3 separate regions of the Mus musculus genome follow, and all the other regions are linked to region 2. A link is a contact called in public Hi-C and promoter capture Hi-C data. All regions are on one chromosome and are shown on one strand. Each heading gives the region's core, a stretch centred on a gene start, on an enhancer-like site or on the middle of the called end of the contact. The rest is flanking DNA. Distances are from core to core; before and after follow the strand shown.

The links. Promoter capture Hi-C pulls out the DNA fragments that hold promoters and counts their contacts. A called contact is a pair of places that touch in the nucleus more often than the background predicts.
Region 1: a contact with region 2 is called in a Hi-C map of CD8 T cells, with 4 times the contacts expected there. The contact joins the promoter of Eef1e1 here to the promoter of Psmg4 in region 2. A contact is called at or near these places in 1 of 39 promoter capture datasets (pre-B cells) and 1 of 484 Hi-C or Micro-C datasets (CD8 T cells).
Region 3: a promoter capture Hi-C map of liver shows a contact between it and region 2, with 6 times the contacts expected there. The contact joins the promoter of Exoc2 here to the promoter of Psmg4 in region 2. A contact is called at or near these places in 2 of 39 promoter capture datasets (liver and pre-B cells).

Annotation. Positions count from the first base shown.
Region 1 is chr13:38,657,733-38,661,160 of GRCm38.p6, reverse strand. Eef1e1 (eukaryotic translation elongation factor 1 epsilon 1) reads left to right here and starts at 2,133. Exons shown (of 4, transcript NM_025380.2): 1 at 2,133-2,254. The coding sequence starts at 2,168.
Region 2 is chr13:34,161,086-34,164,449 of GRCm38.p6, reverse strand. Psmg4 (proteasome (prosome, macropain) assembly chaperone 4) reads right to left here and starts at 1,486. Exons shown (of 3, transcript NM_001101430.2): 1 at 1,201-1,486. The coding sequence starts at 1,374.
Region 3 is chr13:30,971,931-30,975,431 of GRCm38.p6, reverse strand. Exoc2 (exocyst complex component 2) reads left to right here and starts at 1,385. Exons shown (of 28, transcript NM_025588.2): 1 at 1,385-1,436.

The sequences.
Region 1 (3,428 bases), core at 884-3,383, 4.5 Mb before region 2:
GAAGCTTAGCTGCGTGAGGATCTTGTCCTGAAGTCACCACTCCCTTTACTCCATGTAGCTTCAGGCTTTCCTTTAAACTTTGTATCTCTTTGAGCGCCAGACTTGGCTCCAACATCCCGGTGCTCTCTTTCTCCTCAAACAGTATCTTTTGTATTTTTTTTTCCTTGCTCCTTTTCATTATAGATCTGGCTAAGTGTGACCACCAACAACTGCATGACACAGTCAATCCTGGGCTACCTTGAAATCTCTGCCAACAGTATTAATCCAAAGTCTTCAATTTAGGTTGGTTTTTTTGTTTGTTTGTTTGTTTGTTTTTTTAATTTTAGGACAAGGGCACAAGGGAGCTACTACATTCTTTGCTAAAATATCATAAGAATGGTTTCTTGGCCACTCACTAAAATTCCTCCCCTCTGAAATTTCTTGATCTGGGCCCCATAGTTCAAATCACCCTCAGCATTGTTTTCCATGCCCCTACTAGGAAGGTCCATTAAGTTTCACTTATAGCATCCAAAGACTTTTCTAGTCCAAGTCCCAAAGTCTTCCATATTCCCCCAATGTTGCGGCCGCCAGCAGCTCGCAACATGAACGGTTCGACTGAGAAGGCCACTCGAGCTGTAAGAGAGGAATCTAGACGGGGCGAAAGAAGAAACGGAGCTAAGACAAATTCATTCTGATCAAAGCTCAAATTTTATTGTTGCGACACTAGTTATAAAGGAAGGGGGAGGGGACCCAACTCCCGACGAATAATCTCTGGTCCAGTAGAAAGGTGCACCTCCGCAGGTTCTAGCAGTGGGCGTGGCAGAACGAATGAGCAGGAAGCTCCACCCCTGAACAAGCAGGTTTCAGGCTGGGGGAGGGGAGACTACACCCCAACAAACAGAATAATCAAGCCTGTCACAGCAACATCTTGGTTCCTGGTACCAGCTTCTGTCTTGGTCACTGTTCATTTGCCTATAATCACCATTTTTATTCAAACCACCACATAAGGATTCAACTTGTCTCAGTTAGAGTTTCTATTGTTGTAAAGAGACACCATGAGTTACTATTAACTTTTATAAAGAAAAACATTTAGTTAGGGCTGCCTTACGGGTTCAGAAATTTAGTCCATTATCATTACAGTGAGTCTCATGGCCCCAGGCAGGCAGACATGATGCTGAAGGAGCCAAGAGTTTTATATCTGGATCAGCAGGAGGCAAGGAAAAAAAAAAAAAAAGAATGCCACTAGGATCTGAAACCTCAAAGCCCACCCCCACTGCCACATTTTCTCTAACAAGGCCACACCTACTCCAACGAGGTCACGCCAATAGTGACACTCCCGGTGAGCATATGGAGGCTCATTTTCTTTCTTTTGGGGGGGGGGGAGAGGAGGGGTTCGAGACAGGGATTCTCTGTGTATCCCTGGCTGTCCTGGAACTCACTTTGTAGACCAGGCTGGCCTCGAACTCAGAAATCTGCCTGCCCCTGCCTCTGCCTCCCGAGTGCTGGGATTAAAGGCGTGCACCACCACGCCCGGTTGGGGGCTTATTTTCGTTCAAACAACCACAGATCTCAAGTTCCCTTGCTAGGTCACTGGCCCTTATCCTTATTTTAATTTAAGATTGTTCTATAATTTTCTTATTTGGAGAACTATTTGACGAGTTTGGGAATCAATGCTTTATATTTATAAAACAAATAATCTAAATTATTCTTCTGATCTACAATAGTTTTATAAGCATTGTAATGAATGATTCAATCTTTAAGATTCGGATACATTCAGCCAGGCAGTGGTGGTGCATGCCTTTAATCCCAGCATTTGGGAGGCAGAGGCAGGCGAATTTCTGAGTTCGAGGCTAGCCTGGTCTACAGAGTGAGTTCCAGGTTAGTCAGGGCTATACAGAGAAACCCTGTCTCAGAAAACAAAACTAAGATTCGGATACATTCTTCTGTGAAACTGTCTACACTCCGTGCTCTCCTCTGCCTACTGTGAGCAATCCACCGGACTCCGAATGTGGTTGGCCCCGCCCTTAATTACGAACCGCCCCCTGCCTTGAGCTGACTCCGCCCCTTTCGCGCAGGCGCGCTTGCCGTCCTCCCAGCCAATCGTGGGAGACATCTGTGGGGCCGGACTTCCTGCTCAATCAAGGTCCTAGCTGTGCAGGCCCCGCCTCCCTAGGAGCTGGGCCAGAAGATGGCGGCGGCCGCGGAGTTGAGGCTGCTGGAGAAGAGTCTGGGACTGAAGCCGGGGAATAAGTACAGTGCTCAGGGCGAGCGGCAGGTGAGGCGCAGCGGTAGGAAAGCAGCAGGGCGGCGGGGTGACCCGGAGCCTACGCGACCCGGCCGGGGCATCGGAATGGACTCCGCTCCCCACGTGCGTGCGGGGCGGGCCGCGTGGCTCGGTCTGGACCTCCAGGCAAATGTCACCGTCCTCCCCTCGGGGAGCAGAAAGCCAGTTCGCGGAGGCCTGGGCAGAGTCAGGGGTTCAGATCCCTGTAGGCGGCCGTTAGCCGTGCCTGGTCCTTTCATTCAGCGACCGCCTTTCCAGCGGCTGGCCGGGCGAGCGGTACAGATTCCTGGAAGCCGCCTGGCGGAGGGAACACGGAATAGGACCCTGCTCATTCTGGCGACACACCCGCTTGGATGTGCATTGTGCAGAGAATTGAGGAAGATTCCGGGTGTGGGGCAGTGGAATGCTTGGTGAGATAGAAGAATCCTGATTTCTTAGGGTGTAGAAAGTGAGTCCTTTGTAACTCATCATTTGCCGTAGAAAGATGGTACTAGAGGAAGAATGGTAGTGGGAAACCATAGAGTGTGCCTTGAACGGGATTCCAGATCTAGATGGCTTGTTCCTGTTTGGGCCCAAAGGTTTTGTTTTGTTTTGTTTTTTCCTTTAATGTCTAAATCGTAGCGGTATTGTGGGGTTCACAGTAACTTAATGTGGCACCTGGAAAGGTTAAATGACTTGCCTGCCGTAGGCTGCGAAGGCCATCCTCCCCAGAGGTGATGTGCTCTGTCCTCAGCCCAGTTTCCTTTGCACACCCTCTTTTTTGGCTTTGCCGAGACATGAGAGACAGTCTTGCTTTCAAGGCATGAGGGACAGTCACCAGCAATTAAGGGCCCAATAGGACAAGCGACAGGGGAGGAATACATTGAGGACAGTGGCACAGTGCCACAGAGGAGGTGGGATTTAAGCTTCAGTGAGAAGCTGGTGTTCAAGAGATTAGACTTGGAAGGATGTAGAAAACCAGTGAATTACTATGTAAGTTTGGGTCCAGTAAGCCACCCAAAACAGAGTAGTGCAATACAGAATAAACCCAAGTTCAGTCTTAGACCAAGTTCAGTTTGAAGTTCAGAGTTGGGTTTTAGTGCCTTGTGTAATGGAAACGTTTCACAGTGAGTCCCAGTTGAAAGTTTCTGGTTTTCTGTGAGTACAGACCAAAGACTAGAGATGA
Region 2 (3,364 bases), core at 237-2,736:
TAGAGCTGCCATACTCTCCACCTGCATAGATAGATGTGGCCATGTTTTAGTAGAACCTGATTACGAAGTAAGACCTTACTGCCTGACTGGCTACAACTTAAAGGACGCCCTGAAGAGGTCTCAACAACTCACCAAGTGACTTAATGAGCAGCCTGAGAGGTACTAGACACTAACCTCACCTTATATCACTAAAACTTCAGAGGCCAGTACTACTGGAATAACTGGGCAGGGAAGAACACTAAGAAGCAACAGGCCCTGTGGGGATCACTAGAAACTCAGTATCATACTCTGAATTCATCTCAAAGGGTCTTTAGCAGAGGAATGGCAATCCCTGATCTATCTTATTGTTTTATCTTTTTGCTTATATGTAGTGTGTATGGTATGCATGCATACGTGCATGCATGTTCCTAAATTTGGGTGCATATATATGCATGTGCCCCCCACACAAAGTGAGCTCATCCGAGGGTAAGGTAAGTCCTTCATCCAATATGAGTGGTGTGTTCAAGGAAGAGATGAGGACAGGCAGTTTAACTCAGTGGTGGAGCATTTGCATAGCACATGCAAAGCTTTGGATTCAACCCCCTATCCTGGAGATGGAGAGGCTCTGGGCACGTGACCTGTGAGAGAAAGAAAGGCCAAAGACAGCCAGAGAGCACTCAGAATAGGTAGAGTTGCCCATACAGAGATGAAAGGTCACAGAAGGGGAAGGTTTGAGTTTGTTGGTCAAGTACCTATCAGACACTCAAATCTAAGCTCCAAGTTCAATACAAAAGTTGTCTAAACCCAATGTAAAATGTAAAACGTAGCACGCGCACATGTCAGGAAGCTGGTGCAAGGAGAGCCGATGTTCTGGTGAGCTCAGAGCTCAGGGGCTGGGATGAGTTCCCTTTAAGGTGGTCCACGTGTGGGTTGACTCCGGGGTTCCCGCAAGTCAAGAAGCAGCCCTAGGAGACTCCAGCCTGAGGTGTTCAGAATAGGACCCCAGGGCACACTGAAGCTCCTCAAGAATGTCTCTCAGGGCCGCATGCGACCAGCCTCACTCCCACTGGTCTCTCTCCTCCCAAACCCTTCTTAGCGGTCCCCACCCTCTACCCCAGATCCTTCACCTTGAGGTCCACCGGTCCCCCCAACCCCACCCCCAACTACGGCTAGGCCCCGCCCCCAGATCGCCATCAAGTTCCTGGCCCCGCCCACACTCACGTAGCGGCTGCACATGGCCACTGCGAGGTTGCGTAGATGCGGCGTTGCTCCCACCCACAGGAAGAGCGAATCCGTCAGCCGCATGACATGAAAGTGGACCAGCTGCTCCCACAGCCTTGCACTGAAGTTGTGAAGCGACACGTCCGCGTCCGCAGCGGCCCGAGACTCCTCCATCCCGCCAGCCACCGGGCCACAGCACCGAGACCGGGCAGGCGCGGGCTCCCAGACCAGAGAGAGCGAGCTCCGAAAAGCGGAACGCTCTTTCACTTTCAGATGCGCGCGCCGAGGTGGGGTGGGGCGAGCATGAGTGGGCGGGGCCTAGAACAGGGCCTCCGCCTGCTCTAGCCTGGTACCTTCAGCCTCGCCTAGGAGTCTGCCAGCGATCTCTAGGAACCCACTGAACTACCTCTGTCCTTTTTCCTTCTTCCCAGGAGCGCATGTTAGTGGACTGAAACCACTCTCAGCATCTTCCTTTGCCCAGACACGGACACAATTTGAGCGCTTTAGCAGCCACCACCTCCCAGGCCCACCTCTGCAAGTCTCTAACCTAGCTAACATAATTTAACAGCAATGATCCTGGGAGAAAGCTGTAAAAAAGAACTGCATAGACCATGGCGGGAGGACAGGGTCTTCAGAGACAGGCAGGCACACCCTGAGCTGCTATCATGTAAAGCTCGGGTCTTGATCTAACCCTTTAACTTCTCTGTCTCTCTTTCCTCGAGTACAAAATGGAAATATGAGTAGGGAGCCTTTAAGATTTGAGAAAGAATGTGAGAGAGGGAAGCCCTGTGGAGGGTGGTGATATATCTGCCCTGGGACCCTTTAATTTTAATTACTGGGACACTAAAGTGTTTGGAATGAGTCCCTTGGTGGGTTGAGAGGCGTAAAAACTTGCCCGGTTTGTCAAGCTTTTTACAGTAGACTTGGAGACTCTAGGAACTGCAAAGAGTCTGCTTAAATTTCCTGTAACTCTTAGTGGATCAAATTGAGATTTAAAATGTGATGTGATTTGAGTATGGTTTGGGACCCTCCGAGGATCCACTGTGAGATGTCTTAGTCCCCAAGGGAGATAGATTATGGAATATCATGGGAGATCAGGGGATAGGCCCTGTCTGGAAGACCCAAGTCACTGAGGAAAAGGAAATATTCCTGTGATAGAGCTCCTGAGGTATTACTATAAAAGCAACAAGCCCAGCCTTTGTGGTTAATATTGTTGGGGGTTGGGGGGAGGGGGTTACTACACCCCCTTGTTACCTTTAAATATCTATTGGGGGTTTCTACCCCACTTCAGACCATATCATTACCAGATAAAAGATACAGAAACATTTAGATTTATAATAAGCTTAAAAGCACTAGAGCTAGGCAGATATCAGCCCTCTATGCTATATTACCTATTTTCTTATGGTGATCCCAGAGATGTCACTGGCCATGTTCAGCCTGGGCCATTCCTACTCCATCAGGCTGGTCCTCTTGACCATGTGCCCATGATCTACCAACACCATGGTGACCTCCTTCCTTCTTCCTCTCTCTTCCACCTCATCCTTATCTCAGACCCCAAGCCCAGAATCCATTTTTCCACCCACTCTGTTCTGCCTAGCCTTGTCTGTAGGCATCTTTATTGGCCAATCAGGAATAAGTTGGGGGGCAAGCTTTACATCATTTGGTACAGGAGGATCTCATCAGGAGGCATCCAGATTTGGGGGGACCAGCACTTAGCATTCAAATACAGAGCAGCACCCGTGCAACCCCTACACCCTGCTACACCCATCCTCCTCCTGCCTACTCTTCTCAGGCTGTGACCTCTTCCTGTATTTGTGCTCCTGTGACATTTGTGCTATGAAGTCCTCACCATAGCTCGGCCAGCACAGATACTGTATTCTTGAACCTCCTAGCACTGTAAACTAGAATCTTTCCTCTTCATAAAGTTAATTGCCTCCGACATTTCATTTTACTAACACAAAACTAGCAATATAGTAGAGTGTTCTTTATACTCTGTTTCCATTTGCTAATTATCAGTGAATCTGGTCATATTTTGACAGCTTTATTAAAGTATAATTATTAACATTAACATGACTATTTGCCCATATTTCAGATGTTTAAATTAGGGGGTGGAGAAGCTTGAAGGAAGGGAGGGGGATAGATGTGATCAAGTTCTATACATGTG
Region 3 (3,501 bases), core at 136-2,635, 3.2 Mb after region 2:
TTTTTGATCCAGGGAAAACTCTGTGAGTTTTCCAGAGCCACCATTCTGGCTTTGATGATAGGCAGCCTTACCTGACAAATGGCATGTCACTGAGACCTGAAGGGTTTTGTTTCACAGTGAAAGGCTCCGTGACTGCCAGAGATTTCTTACAGTATTTCCTTAGGACCTCTGCTGCCAAGTCTCTTGCTCACGAATAAAGAGTGTTCCCTTGATCTTCAAAATGGATGGTCTGGAAACACTTTGACGTATCTTCTCACAAATAGGAGAGAAAAATGAAGCCATACAATATCTCTTAATTCATAGTGCCTGTACGACACCCTCTTCAGTGTATGTACTGAATGAAGCATAAGGTATGCTTCACAGAAAGATATCTGAAAAAAAAATAGCTTAGGCCAGTGGCTCTTAACCCCCCTGGGGGAATGATCTTCACGCAGGGGTTGTTTAAGACCATCGGAAAACAGATATTTACATTGCCTTCATAACAGTAGTAAAATTACAGCTATGAAGTAGCAACATAATAATTTTATGGTTGGGGGTCACCACGATATGGGGAACTGTATTAAAGGGTCTCAGCATTAGAAAGGTTAGGCTGTTATTGGTCTTAGATAATGGGCACCCCGTAGCTACTTCTCTCCACAGTCATGGCAACACAACCACAGGTAGACCCTATGCTTCTGCCATTATCCTCTGCTGAAGATCACTGTCCTTCGTTCCTGCTACAGAGGAAGCCACAGGGATATGTCTGCTTCAGTTCAGCTGGCCATCTCCAGAGTCCACAGGAGGGTACCTTCAAACCTTAGGGCTTATGGGCTGTAGATAGCAGTCGTTTCTATAATATGGGGGTCTTGTGAGTTTGCAAATCAATTTGCCACTCAGACCCTTGGGACCCCAAAGCTCTGACCTGTGAGAAATCTTAATAAGGCGGGCACTCCTGGCTAGATGCAGTCCTTTGACTGAGGTTTGCCTCTTGACCTGGTGCTGATCCCTGACCGCTGTGGACTCTTGGGCAACATCTACTGTGACTCTAACCGACTGTATCCTCTTTACCCCTCCCCTCTTTTTCCTCCCCGAATTCCACCCTTCCACTTTCTCCCTCTCCTCCTTTCTGCTTCCCTCCTTCTTTTCTCCCTTTCCCATCAATTCCTCTTCTCCTTTCCACCTCTCCACCCTTCTCTCCTCCTCCCTCCCCACTTTCCCTTTCTTCCCTCTCTGTCCACTTCCATGCCGTCGATATCCTCTAACTTCCCTTCTCCATAGTCTGGTCCTCCTTCTATTCCTTCCCCTCTGGGAAGAGGCGGTCCATCCAGCACTCGGTGCTCGGCTAGGCGGCGGATCGACGCGCTCGGCGCTCGCGGCGTGCGGAAGTGCGGCCCTAGTGCTGGCTGCGGCGGCCTGGAACCGGTTGGCTGGGACCTGACACCGCCTGCAAGCTGCAGGTGAGTGTCGCGTCCTGGGTGAGGACGCCCCGGGTCCGGAGTGGAATTCCGCGGTGGCACGGGACCGTCGGGGCTGGGCGACCTGGGGAGGCGCGGTGAGGGACCCGGGGCGCGGGGCTGAGTGTGGGAGCCGCGGGCCGAGCCTTCCCCACCCGCCTCCGCGCAGGCCGCCGGGCTGGACCCGGAGGAGCGGCTGGTGTGCAGGGTCTGCTTGGAATCTGTTTAAGTCCCCCGCGCTAACGTGGACGGGAAGCTTGAATGGTTTCCTTTACTACTCTGGGAGCAGCAAGTGCGGGTTCAGCCACACCTCCATTCGGCCATTTGAATGCCTTACACTAAAAACACTAATGGCAACTGGTTATCTCTCTACTAACTTTGTTTATAAAGCTTAGCTTGTGATGGCCCAGGCTTGGTAACAGATTCCCCCAATGGCAAGGAACTGAAAGTCAAAACAAGAATGATCTAAGTGTGAACAATTTGTGATTCGAAAGGTGACAGAAAGACGCTGATGTGTGCTTGCCTCTTACATGTTCTCTTTTGTTTGACACAGTAGACAGTATTTTTAAGCAGGGGAACCTCTGTTTGTTGGAAACAATTTTTGGAGTTATTAGAAAGTAGTCCTTTTTTTTTCTTTTTCAATTATTTAATTTACTGTACCAGACATTTTGAACTATTACCTTCCAAAAGGTGATACCTTGAAGATTACATTCAAAACATTTGTAAAGGCTGTATTCTAGTATGGGGCTTCTTCAACTTTTGCCACCAAAAATTTATAAAGAATTTCCATGGTTTTATATGTAAGTTTATAAAATAGGTAGACAATCTATGTATTCACTATCTGTAAATCACAAAGCTTTTTATTTTAGGACAATTTTTGTATACATCAAACTTACCATTTATTAAAGATGAAAGCATAGAGTTGGATAACTCGGTTCTTTTCACATACATAGTTAAGTCTTGGTTTAATATTTGTAACTACGGGACACTGAGCATCTTCAGGGCTTTCCAGAGCTGATTGATTATTTTAATTTTCTAATCATCGGTAGGAAGAGCAGTTCTACATACAAATACATAGTACACAGTGGTAGAAGGACAGTTAGAAACATTTTGGAGATTGTTGCAAATTTGTCCTTACTCCCAAGCCGAATCCATTGGTGATCTTTTAGAACTTCAAATCAGCAACGTAAAAACCAGTTTTTCAGATTAAAATTCGGACACAACACGATTTAAAGACCCAATCACTTGGTGATTACATGCTGAAGAATGCCAGTAGGGAAATGTGAATAGTCTTTGTTTTCTGTAATAAAACCATTTTTCTCCTTTAAGAACAGAACATTTTGTTTGTGTGTGTGTATATACGTATATACATATGCATAATATATACATATATACACATACATATATACATATATGAATACACACATATATGTATACACACATATATGTATGTGTGTATATATGTATATATTTGTTTGTATGTATGTATGTATATATGTAGTGTGTTAGTTTTTTCAGTGTTGTAACCAAGTACCTGCTAAGCAGTTTAAGGGAAGAAGGTCTCACTCCAGTTTATAGATTGGAGTTATATAGCCTATGCTAGTGAGGCTGCCTCATAGTGGCAGGACTGTGCCCTGGGACCCCTCAGGAACAGGAAGCAGATAGAAGTCAGGATGTGGGGCTGGGCTCTGAAACCTCAAGTCCCCACCCCCTAGTGACTCACTTTCACAACAAGGCTCTTCATCTGTAAGCTTTCATAACTGCCTAAAACAGTGTTAGGAGGTTCTGAGCCTATAGGAGATATTTTCTATTCAAATCGTAACATACAGTGAAAACAACTGCTATTTGTAACATATAGTACTTTGACGCTGAGTTGTAGGGTTTGGGTTGAATACTCTTGGGTACTTCATGACATGGCAACGTGCACAGAGAGAAAGTTCAGAACCAAGGCTGGGATGAAGTTGGATTGAGTACTGCTGGTAACACCTTTGATTCACTATGGATTTCATTTTTTAATTCATTTTTGATCCCATGTGTTTAGAAGACTTTCATTTCGCTTTTTCTTTTT